Linked DNA regions of Sus scrofa: region 1 is linked to region 2. The links are chromatin contacts, called in public HiChIP or PLAC-seq maps. All regions are on one chromosome and are shown on one strand. The core of a region is the stretch at or near the end of the contact, and the rest is flanking DNA. Distances in the headings are between cores, read along the strand shown.

What was found. HiChIP or PLAC-seq counts read pairs in DNA pulled down with a chosen protein or histone mark.
Region 1: a contact with region 2 is called in an H3K27ac HiChIP or PLAC-seq map of skeletal muscle. The contact joins two enhancer-like sites. A contact is called at or near these places in 1 of 47 Hi-C or Micro-C datasets (skeletal muscle) and 1 of 2 datasets of contacts at active chromatin or transcription factors (skeletal muscle).

What each region holds. Positions count from the first base shown.
Region 1 is chr5:67,161,260-67,166,537 of Sscrofa11.1, reverse strand. The region is part of intron 1 of TEAD4 (TEA domain transcription factor 4); the gene reads left to right. Among named protein-coding and RNA genes, the nearest start is that of TEAD4, 3.7 kb to the left of the region's middle. Within about 2 kb of position 3,022, at least 6 of the 83 cell types and tissues checked have an H3K27ac peak or open chromatin away from gene starts, as enhancers often do. A contact at or near this core is called in skeletal muscle, where this site is marked.
Region 2 is chr5:66,940,192-66,945,504 of Sscrofa11.1, reverse strand. The region is part of intron 1 of TSPAN9 (tetraspanin 9); the gene reads left to right. Among named protein-coding and RNA genes, the nearest start is that of TSPAN9, 52 kb to the left of the region's middle. Within about 2 kb of position 1,499, at least 25 of the 83 cell types and tissues checked have an H3K27ac peak or open chromatin away from gene starts, as enhancers often do. A contact at or near this core is called in skeletal muscle, where this site is marked.

The sequences.
Region 1 (5,278 bases), core at 1,773-4,272, 220 kb before region 2:
ACTGGCTGAAGCCCCTGTCCACAGAGGGTCTTGCCCTGCTTCCCATGAGATGGCTCTGGGCCAGTGCCCACCCCCACGTGGGTGCCCCTCCCCCAGCACAGATGCCTCATCAGCTGACTGATCTCAGCTCCTAGGGCTGCTGTAAAAAACCACCTCGAATTTCAGGGCTGCCTTAAGATGACAGACATGTATCCTCTCCCGAGTCAGAAGGTTGAAGGTCTGAACTCAGGGTGCTGGGGGTTGGCTCCCCTTGGAAGCTCTGCCGGAGGATCTGATCTGTGCCCCCTCCCAGCTTCTGGGGGCAGCTGGAGGCCCTTGGTGTCCTTGGCTTGTAGCTGTAGCACTTTGGTCTCAGACTCTGTTGTCACATGGCCGTCCTGTCTGTCTGTCTTTGTGTGTCCTCCTCTTCTAAGATACCAGTCGTTGGATATAAGGCCCCCCTTAATCCAGTGTGCCCTCATCTTAGCTAGTTAATTCTGTAAAGACCCTGTTTCCTGGAGTTCCCTGCTGGCCTAGTGGTTAAGGATCCAGTGTTGTCACTGAAGCAGCTTGGGTCACTGCTGTAGTGTGGCTTTGATCCCTGGCCCAGGAACTTCCAGATGCCATGGGCAAGGCCAAAAAAAAAAAGATCATTTCCAGATACGATTACATTCTGAGGTTCTGGATGGATGTGAATGTTGGGGGCGGCGGGCGCTGTTCCACTCTGTTCAATTAACTAAACTCAAATCTGCTTTGTGACTGGTCTAGGGAGCCAGCCCCACCTGCTTGTCTTTAATCTGCACCTGCCCTGCAAGGGCAGGGATTCCTTCTCCTGCTGGAGGAAGCAAGGTCCTTTCGAGCTAGACCCCAGCTCTGCTCCTCGGTTACCTGTTACAGCTGCTCATCCGACTTTACCAGCCCCTCCGCTGAGGCTCTGCGGGGCCCCCACTTCTGCGGGTCTCCACGCCCTGGTTTGGGCTCCCCTGGCACCTTGCTCTAACCACGTCCTGCTCCAGTGGTTGCTTCTTACTTTGGGTCCCCATGGAAGCTTCACGGAAGAGGCAGCCGCTGTGCGCAGAGCAGCTGTGGGTGCCAGGGGTGGGACCTGCTTTAGGTAGGCTCTTCCCGTGGAGCTGGGTGGCCTGGGCTCTTCCACGGCTTGATGGAGAGTGGGGTGCGTGTTGGTCATGAGCTGAGGTGTGACGGTGACGTCGTGGCGGGGGTGTGGCTGGAGAAATCAGGGTCCCTTGATGGGGCAGTGGTCAGTGCCCAGGCGCCTAGCAGGATTGATCTTCCTGCTTTAAAAGGACACATGGCCTGGCAAATACAATTGTGTTCGAGGCGCTCGGTGTGGGGAGAACGCTGAGGGTGCTGCCTGTTGGGGAGGCCCCGGTGGTGGCAGGTCTGGAGAGCCAGCAGACAGTCCTCGCGTGCCACAGTGGGACCCACTGTTTCTTTGTTACCCATTCTTAAGTGTACAGCTCAGTGGCATTAAGTACGTTCACATTGTGGTTGAGCAGCCATCCCCACTGCCCGTCTCTAGAACTTTCTCATTCCCTCCAACTGAAACTCTGTCCCCGCTCAGCACTGGCCCCTAGGTCCCTCTCCCGCAGTCCCTGGTACCCGCCATCCAGTCTACCGCTTTGGCTAGAGCTCCTCCAGGGCCCTCATATACATGGAATCACACAGTATTTGTCCTTTTGTGCTGGCTTTTTCACCTGACATCATGTCCTCAGGGTTCCTCCGTGTCATTTCAGGTGTCAGGATGTCCTTCCTTTTTAAGACTGAATCACCTTCCACTGTACGCACGAGCCGGTGGTGTTTATCCGTTCACCCAGCTGATGGATATCTGGGCGGATGCGTCCCTTTTTCTTAGTGGTGACAGGTGGATGGTTCTATCCATATTCACATAGAAAGGTATTGGGGTTGAGAGCCTAGCTTTGGTCAAAGCAGGGTTTGGGACAGCAGGGCTGTGGAATTCCTTTGGGCAGGAGGGGAGCCGTTGCCGGGGGGAGCGCGGTGTAAGCGGTGTTTGGCAGGCCATCCTGGCCCCATTGCCATCCTTCGTGCCTCTCCTTCCCTTGCGCTGAGACGGGGAGGGGCCGAGGGGCTGAGACACGGGAGGAGGAAGTGAGAAGGGGGCTGAGGCCAGGAACCTGTTAGAGATGGGCCCTCATCTTTTCGAGGGAGCAGAGGGAGGGTCACTGCCTCTGCAGATGCAGAGAGAGACGCTCAGAAAGGCCAAGAGCTTCCCCTGGAGTGGCTCAGGTGGTAAGTGAGAGAGCAGGGCTTGGTGCTCCCGTCACCCCAGTGTCACCCCAGTGGCTCTCATCAGCTCTGTGAAGCCTGCCTGCCTCCTGCTTGGCCCCGACTCAGGTGGGTCAGGCTCTGAGCAGGGGGACTGGAAGCCGCTCCCTCGGCAGACTCTGGTGACTGACCCAGCCCCCACGGCACCTGTCCTCCGAGGGAGTACACATCCTGCTGGGCTCCAGACGCTGGCTTATCCCATCTCGTCTTACAGGCCGCGGCTGAGCCAGGGCAGGGCCTCGCAGGCATTGATGGGGGCTCTCAGCAGAGTGGAGCGGCCCAGCTGGGAGGTATCCATGACCCTGGGCTCAGTGCCTGTGGGGGAAGGGACCAGCAGCCTGGCTGACCCAGGCCTGTCTCCCTCAGGCTGCTCACCACCCCCTTCCCTTGGGGACCCGTCTTGAGCCCTGGGCAGGAGCCCTGGACCTCCTCCTCCCCCACGCCTATATCCAGAGCCCTCAGCTGGTTTCTGGGTGGGCAGCGGGCCGTGGGCAGGAAGAGCACACTGCCCAGAGGAGGAAGAGCCCCAGGGACTCTGAGGACGGGATCAGGCCTGTTCCCCACCCACCCTGCACACCCGGACCAGGGCCAGGCAACACGCAGATGACAGATGAGCACTGAGGCCCCCACGCCTGTGCACCGGCTCCTGGGCCAGGGCTGCCAGTCCTCCCAACTCATGCAGCATTGGTTTTGCCCTGTCACGCCATGCCCCTCTCCCTGGCACTGCCAGGATGGTCATTCTGATCTCACCCAGCCTGGCTTTGGCCCCGGGGGCAGGTGGTGCGAGGTGAGCGTGGCTCCCTCTGGCCTGGGCGGCCTCGCTCCGCTGCTGCTGCTGCTGCTGCTGCTGCTGCTGGTGCTGCTGCTGCCCACAGGCTAGGGCTCTCTCTGTCTTGCTCTGGGCAACTCCCCCTCTTCCCGCCTGGCCCCTGGCCCGAATCTCCCAAGTCTGCCTCTCCTCTCCTCTCTCCCTTGTCTCCCTGGGAGCCTCGTGGCCCATAAACCAGTGACACTTATGTTGTATATGGCCAGTCCGTTGAAGGCTGGGGTATCTTGGAAGCTTTCTGGAAGGAAATGCAGCTTGGCTGGGTGGAGGAGGGCAGGGGAGAGTGAGCCGTGACTCACAGGTGGGGCTTTGCCTGGTGGGCTTGGGGGGATCTGGGCAATGCCCTGTGATAAGGGACACCAGAGGCGAATCACTCAGATGACAAGGGGCAGAGCAGAGGCTGCACGCAGGCTGGTCTCTTGTCACTGAGGCGATGGGATGGGTCAGGGAGCCGCCTCCGAGCTTCTCCTACCCGACTCCTTGCCCTTGTTCCTGCCTTCTCCGCTGCCCTCTGCTTCGTCAGCTGTGCTGTTTCTCCCTCTCCTGGCCTGGACCCCTGGCATCCTGCTTAGCGAGGCCTGATGACCTGAGTCTCCATCCGCGTCCACTCTGTCCAGTGGCCTGTGTGACCTTAGCAGGTCGTTTACCTCTTCTGAGCTTCGGTTTCCCCATTTGAAGAATGGGGCACTGATAGTACTACCTTTGGGTTTTTTTTTTTTTGGCTTTTTCTAGGGCCGCTCCCACGGCATGTGGAGGTTCCCAGGCTAGGGGTCGAATCGGAGCCTACGCCAGAGCCACAGCAATGCAGGATCTGAGCTGCGTCTGTGACCTACGCCACAGCTCACTGCAACGCCGGATCCTTTAACCCACTGAGCAAGGCCAGGGATCGAACCTGCAACCTCATGGTTCCTAGTCAGATTCGTTAACCAATGCGCCACGATGGGAACTCTGGGGTTGGTTTTAATTATGTATTTCTTATTTTATTGGGGGAAAATATACATAAAATTCACCCTTGTGACCCTTCGCACGTGCACAGTTCATTGGCATTAAGTACATTCCCAGTGCGTGGCCGTCACTACCATCATCTCCAAACCCTTAGTTCTTCCCAACAGAAACTGTATCCCCCACTCCCTTCTCCCTCCAGGCCCCCGTGGCCTCTAATCTACTCTCTGTCTTTGTGAACTTGCCTCTTCTGGCTTCATCACGATGGTGGAGTCTACAGTACTTGTTCTTCTGTGTCTGGGTGGGTTTTCTTAGGACAATGTCTTCAAGGTTCATCCACATTGTAGACGATGTCAGACCTTCGTTCTTCTCTTTTTCGTAGCTGAATAATATTTCCATCGTATACACCACCTTTTGTTGATCTGTTTCTCTACTGATGTTCTTGCGGGTTTTCTGCCTTTTGGCTGTTGTGGGGAGTGCTGCTGTGAACACGGGTGTGTAAGTATTGGTCTCTTTCAATTCTTTGGGGTGTCTACCTAGAGGTGGGATTGCTGGACCACATGGTAATTCTCTTTAAATTTTTGAGGAACTACCAGACTGTCTCCCACAAATGGCTGGACCATTTTCCATTCTGCTGGCAACGTACAAGTGTTTTAATTTCTTCACATCCTCACCAACACTTTATGTTCCACTTTTTACCAGGAGCTGTTCTAGTGGGTGTGAGGTGGTATCTCACAGTTTGATTTGCATTTCCCTAAGGATAGTGAGGTCGAGCATCTTTTCATGTAGTTGGAAGAAATCAGTATCTTTAGTGTGGCTGCTGGGACAGAGGGGAGAGGTGCCCAGTGAGCAGCCTGGAGCTTCGGGGCTCAACTTTATCCCTGCCCTCGAGAAGCTCAAATGACTTGAGCCCATGAAGGCACAGACCTTGTGCACCAGGCTTGGAGGCGAGAATGGGCACGCCCACCTGGGTGGGGACAGGAGCGAGGAAGAGGAAGAGCAGTGGCCTTGCACATGGGGTAGGATTTCATCAGAAGCCTCAGCCCTCCAGGGACAATGGCTGTAACAGCTCAGATGTCAGGCTTGAAGTTTTTTCCTCCACAAATAGCCTCCTCCTCCAGCTGCAGGTGTTTATGGTTTCAGCTGATCCCTGGCCAGAGAGGCCCTCAGGCCAGGCCATGGGCAATAGGGCGGGCTGGCCTTCTCTCCCCAGGCCCCAGCTCC
Region 2 (5,313 bases), core at 250-2,749:
AAAGTTTATTTTGGACGAAAAAATTTGTGTGTGGCCATTGAAGGGCACTGGGAAGAATAGAGAGGTAGGAAAATAGCACGAATTAAAATCACTCCTAATGCCACCATGCAGAGCTAACCTCAGCTCACCTTCAGTGAGTTTCCTGGTGTGTGTGTGGGGGGGGGGAGGAGATTCTTTTGTTGCGAAGGACACCTTGAGTTAAAAGAACTAGGAGGATGCTGAGGACAGTGGGTTCCTGTCTCCAACTTTGACCGTCAGCACCAGCCAGCAGCCCCTGGGAACTGGGCAGCCACTCAGCCCACGCTTGAGTGCACACTGGAGAGAGGACCCTGCTTCCGGGGACTTCCTGTGTAATGTGGGGACACAGAGCCGAAAGTGGCTGGGACCCCAGTGGTCCACGGAACACCCTCTGCCCCAAAGCAGAGGCTCCTGGCAGGTGGCTGCCCACCATCTGTGCCCAGACTGCTAGTGGCAGCCGCCTTGTTGGTCAGCTCTGGGTCTCTGGGTGAGGGAGGCCGAGGGATCGTTTTTCACCTGTAGGTTCTGACTCTTGTCTCTGCCGTGCCCTCCCGAGCCTTATGGAATAAGTCCAGACACTGTGAACCACTATAAGTCCAGACACTGTGCTTCTCGTACTTAAAACCTGCACCCTGCTCCTCACCGCTCCCCTAGGCCCCCACAGGCCAAACCCCTCTGGTTCCCCCACCCATTCCTCATGGGCAACGTGGTTTCACGCCATCTGGTGCTGGTGTGGCTGAAGGGAGGGGAGCCTCTGGCAAGGCTTCCGGGAGCAGGTGAGCAGGAGTGGCGTTTGGAGGGTGCAGGGGTGGCAGCGAGATGGGGAAGCCCATTCCGGGCTAGGGAATGGCATGCAGGAATGTTCATCCGTGGCAGGTGTGCACAGAGGCCTGTGTGCGTGTGAGCTCCTGTGGGGGCCAGAGGAATCCCCGCCTCCTAGCTCCCCCCAGCCCATGGCCTTATATAGCCACCACCCTGCTCCCCGAGCTGGGGTGGGGACGCCCCCCCCCCCCGCCACTGCACACACTTGGGGAGCCTGCTGCTGGCTGGGCCCCGGCCGACTCAGGATCGTCATGTCATCACAGTCGGAGTCAGCTGTTGCTTTGGGAAGCCTTCCCTGGTGTTTCACGGTGCACAGTCAGAAATATAACCCTCGTGTTTGCCAGGAGTGTTGGATCTTGGCAGGCGTCCTCGTGGCCTATTTTAAACTGAAGGGAGCAGAGAGAGGTGCCTCCCAGGCTGAGCCCAGGACCCTTCCCTCATGGAGCTGAGCAGAGCTTCTAGGGGCTGCTCGCTTTCTGCCTCCTTGGGCCAATGAACACCTGTCTTGGGGAAAGGGCACAGGGTGGGAAGGGGGCTGTTTCAAGGGGTCTGGAGGAGGGTTTTCATGAGTACGTGGTGAGCTCAGGGCTGTCCCTCTGTGGTGTGTGGCAGAGTTCCAGCAGGCGGCTTGGCCACCCTCCTTCCTTGCCATCTGGAAAATGGGGGTCACGTGGCTCTGCCCAGCCTCTCAAAGTGCTCTGGTGACCTCAGAATGGTACGAGCGTGTCTGGGATCTACCGACCCCCATCGTCCTGCTTCAATTGCCAAAGAGAGTTTTCTCACCAGGCAAAGCCTACACTAAGTAACACAGGAGCCCAAGAAAACCAAATAAAAAGATGATGGAAACAGGCAGCAAAGGCTATTCAGTTACTCAGGAGGCTGCTGCTGGCTCAATGAATGAAATGAGAATAATCACTCATGAAGGGCCCAATATAGCCTCGTGCTTCAGGTCCTGGATCCTGGCCTTGACTTAGCGAGCCTCACTCTGGGCAAGTTCCTGGGTCTCTCTGAGCCACAGTCTCTCATCGGGAAAGGGGATGGTGAACCTCATTGGTTGTAGTGGGCATGCATCGAGGTGACGGGTCTGCAGGACAGGTGCCTGTGGCCAGTCAGTGTGGAATGAGCTTGGCTACTGTCACGGCCACTACTGTGACTTTCCCAGAATGCCGTTGTGGACAGACGGCACCTGCAGTGATGGGGTCCAGGAAAACGAGTCCCTCCTCATGAAGTTCCACAGAGCGCCAGGGGGATTGGAGTCCAGTCTCTGCCCCCAGGAGCCTAGTGGTGGCAGCGCCAGGGTGTTCAGAGGGGAGGGGCTGAGGCCTATCAGGACTCCAGGGGCAGCGCGTCCCTGGGGATATTTCTATCCACTGTGCCCCAGCCCAGTGGAGCCCAGTGGTCAGGAAGATGCTCAGTCACAGCTCTGGAGATGCTGATGCACTGCAGGTCCAGGGTAGGGCAGAGGATTCTGGTGATGCTATCGTCCGGTAGGGGCAGGGGCTCAGGACCGTGGAGTCAGACAGAGCTGGGAACTCAGCCGGGCCTTACTTGGACAAGAGTGTCAACCTCCTTGGCCTGGTGTGAGATTAGGTAGCACAGTAGGTCTGAAACACCCAGCCCAGAGCCTCTTGCAAGCCCCCCCCCCGCCAGTGGTGGTCAACTTTGCAGCCTGGCTGGGCAGGGCCCCTCCTCTGTCAGGCCACGCGCTGGCAGCTTTCAGGGCTCAAGGTTCTTCTCCAGACCTTTTCTGGGGGTAGGGGCCTTCTTCCTTGCCCTCCCTCTCTCCCCAGATCCCCACATCGGAGCACTAAATGTAGGGGGCCTTCCCGTTTTAGAGATGAGGTGTGGTGGGGAGACCGTCTGCAGGTCCACAGGGCCTTGGACACTGGTGCACACTCAGGCCTGCTCCTGGCTCAGGTTCCAGGCACCGTCTCATGCAGCCTGGGCTGGAGTGCCCTGCCCCAGACCAGTGCTCAGCACATCTCTACACCAGAAAGAAAGCTCAGGTGAGGGACTGGGTTCTGGCCTGTCCATCCTGATGACAACAGCTGTATCCAGTGCCTGTAGAACACTTACTGGGTCCCAGGCACCGTTGTGCTTCTCGTGCATGCACTGATTTTAGCTTCGTGACAGCCCTGAAGGTGGTACCATCAGTGAGCCCATTTAACAGATATGATGGATTGCAGATGTACTGGGCGTTGCTAAGAGCTCTGTTTCCAAACATGCCTTTCCGCAATCCTGTCCTTTTAATATCGATTCTGAGTCCATTTTCATTAATGCCCATCAGTTGCAATAAACAGGAAGCCCCTGTGGACACTCCTCTTTGTGGTCTGCATAGAGTGGATGCCCCATGCACACGTGTGTGGACTGTTGAGTGAGTTTATTTGTTGGTTTCCAGGGGACCGGAGAGGCTGGGGAGAGGGCAGCAGCTGCCTTGTCGCCGGGAGGACTGCTCTGACGCCAGCCACCCCCCATGTGGGTTTCCTGCTGTGGTCACCCGCTCCCCTCTGTCCCCCAGGGCCCAGAATAGCAGTCTATGGTCAAGAGGGACAGTGAGAAGTAGGCCACGTGGCTGGGCCACAGGGCTGATGGGTGCTGGACGGTCAACCTTGGGGCCTACGGCGTGGCCCCAGCTGCCCCGCCAGCTCCAGGCTTTTTATAGAGAGGCTGCCTTACGCGAGCCCGGCGAGTTTGTGCATGGCCCTCATCTGACCGCAGCGTGTGGACCCTTCGCAGGGGTGGCCTGAGGAGACGTGGCCCCCGGGCTGACCTGGGTTTGAGTCTCCGCAGCAGCTGACGGCCCTGCCCACGGCCGCATCGTGTAATGGGAGCAGTCCGCCAGGGCAGCTGAAAAAGGAAACGGGCCATGCCCGACCCAGCTATTATTAAACTTTTCTCTAGCACTTTCTCCTCACTCAGCCCTTTGCCACCAAACCCATGAGGTTGTCCCTGTGCCACCCCAAGGGGATGTGGCCACTGTGAGCCCATATAGGGACAACAGCGCAGGGCCTCTTTTTAGTGTCGTGGGACTGCCACTGGGATTCCCCTCCTTGGGTGGCAGAAGAAAGCCTGGCTTTCTGAAAGGACTTCTTAGGACATCTTGCCCGCAGCCCAGAAGCCAGAGAGCCTTTCCCTTTAGGTTGTCCCTAGAATGAGCATCTTTTAGACCAAGTCCTTGTACGGGCAGGTGAAGGAACCTTTGCGGCTGTGGCAGTGCTGGGAGGGGTCGGCATCTCACAGGGTCTGGGGATGAGCCTGAGGTTCAGGCCTTTCTTCCACCTGCTTTGTGCCTTGGAGGGACGGGCTCCGGCTTTTGTTGGTGTCTTTGAGTGGAAGAGCCATCCTTTGGCCAGTTACATCCTGGTAGGGCTGTTTGCTGTCACCCATCTTTTTTTTTTTTTTTTCTTGAAAAAAATCTTATTTTTGGAGTTCCCGTTGTGGCTCAGTGGTAACAAACCCGACTGATATCCATGAGGACTTGGGTTCAATCCCTGGCCTCACTTAGTGGGTTAAAGATCCAGTGAGCTGTGGCATAGGTCGCAGACTACCAGTATAAGCCAGCAGCTGCAGCTCTGATTTGACCTGTAGCATGGGAACCTCCATATGCTGTGGGTGCAGCCCTAAAAAAAAAAAAAAAAAAGGAGCTTATTTTTTTAAAGAGCATTTTTAGGTTTACAACAAAATTAAGAGGAAGGTACAGATGTCCCATGTACCCCCTGCCCCCACCATGCACAGCCTCCCCGCTGTTAGCATCCCCCACCAGATGGTACATTGGTTACCAAGGATGAACCTACACTGACACAGTCACCCAAAGTCTGTGGTTTACTTGAGCGTTTGCTCTTGATGTAGAATGTTCTGTGGATTTGACAGATGTGTACTGCTGTATCCACCAGTATGGTATCATAGAGTATTTTCACTGCCCTAAAAATCTTCTGTGCCCCACCTGTTCACCTCCCCCCACCCCTACAAACCCTGGCAACCAGTGACTAATTTTCTGTCTCCATAGTTTTGCCTTTTTTGGAATGTTCTATCGCTGGAATCATACAGCATGTAGCCTTTGCCCGATGGGCTTTCTTTCACTTAGTAATATGCATTTAAGGTCCCGCCTTGTCTTTTCATAGCTCGATAGCTCATTTCTGTTCATCACAGATATTATTCCGTTGTCTGGATGGATCACGCTTTGTTATTTTACTCATTCCTCGCTGTTCAAGTCTCATTTATGTAAGTGTCCACACTCCCACCCCTTTTGTGGTTTTGTCCTTTCTTTAGGTTTGTTGGGTTGTCAGGACCAGGGGGATAGGATGAGGGGGTTGGGGAGAGGGAGGAGGCAGTGGAGGAGCCAGCAGCTGGAGGGGCCTGGGGACAGCCGGACCCCAAGGCCTAGCGGCGAGCTGGTCAGAGCCACATCTGCCGGTCGGCCTGGAGTCTGCACAAGCAGCGCAGGGCCCGGTGGAGGTGCACTCGGACCGTGCA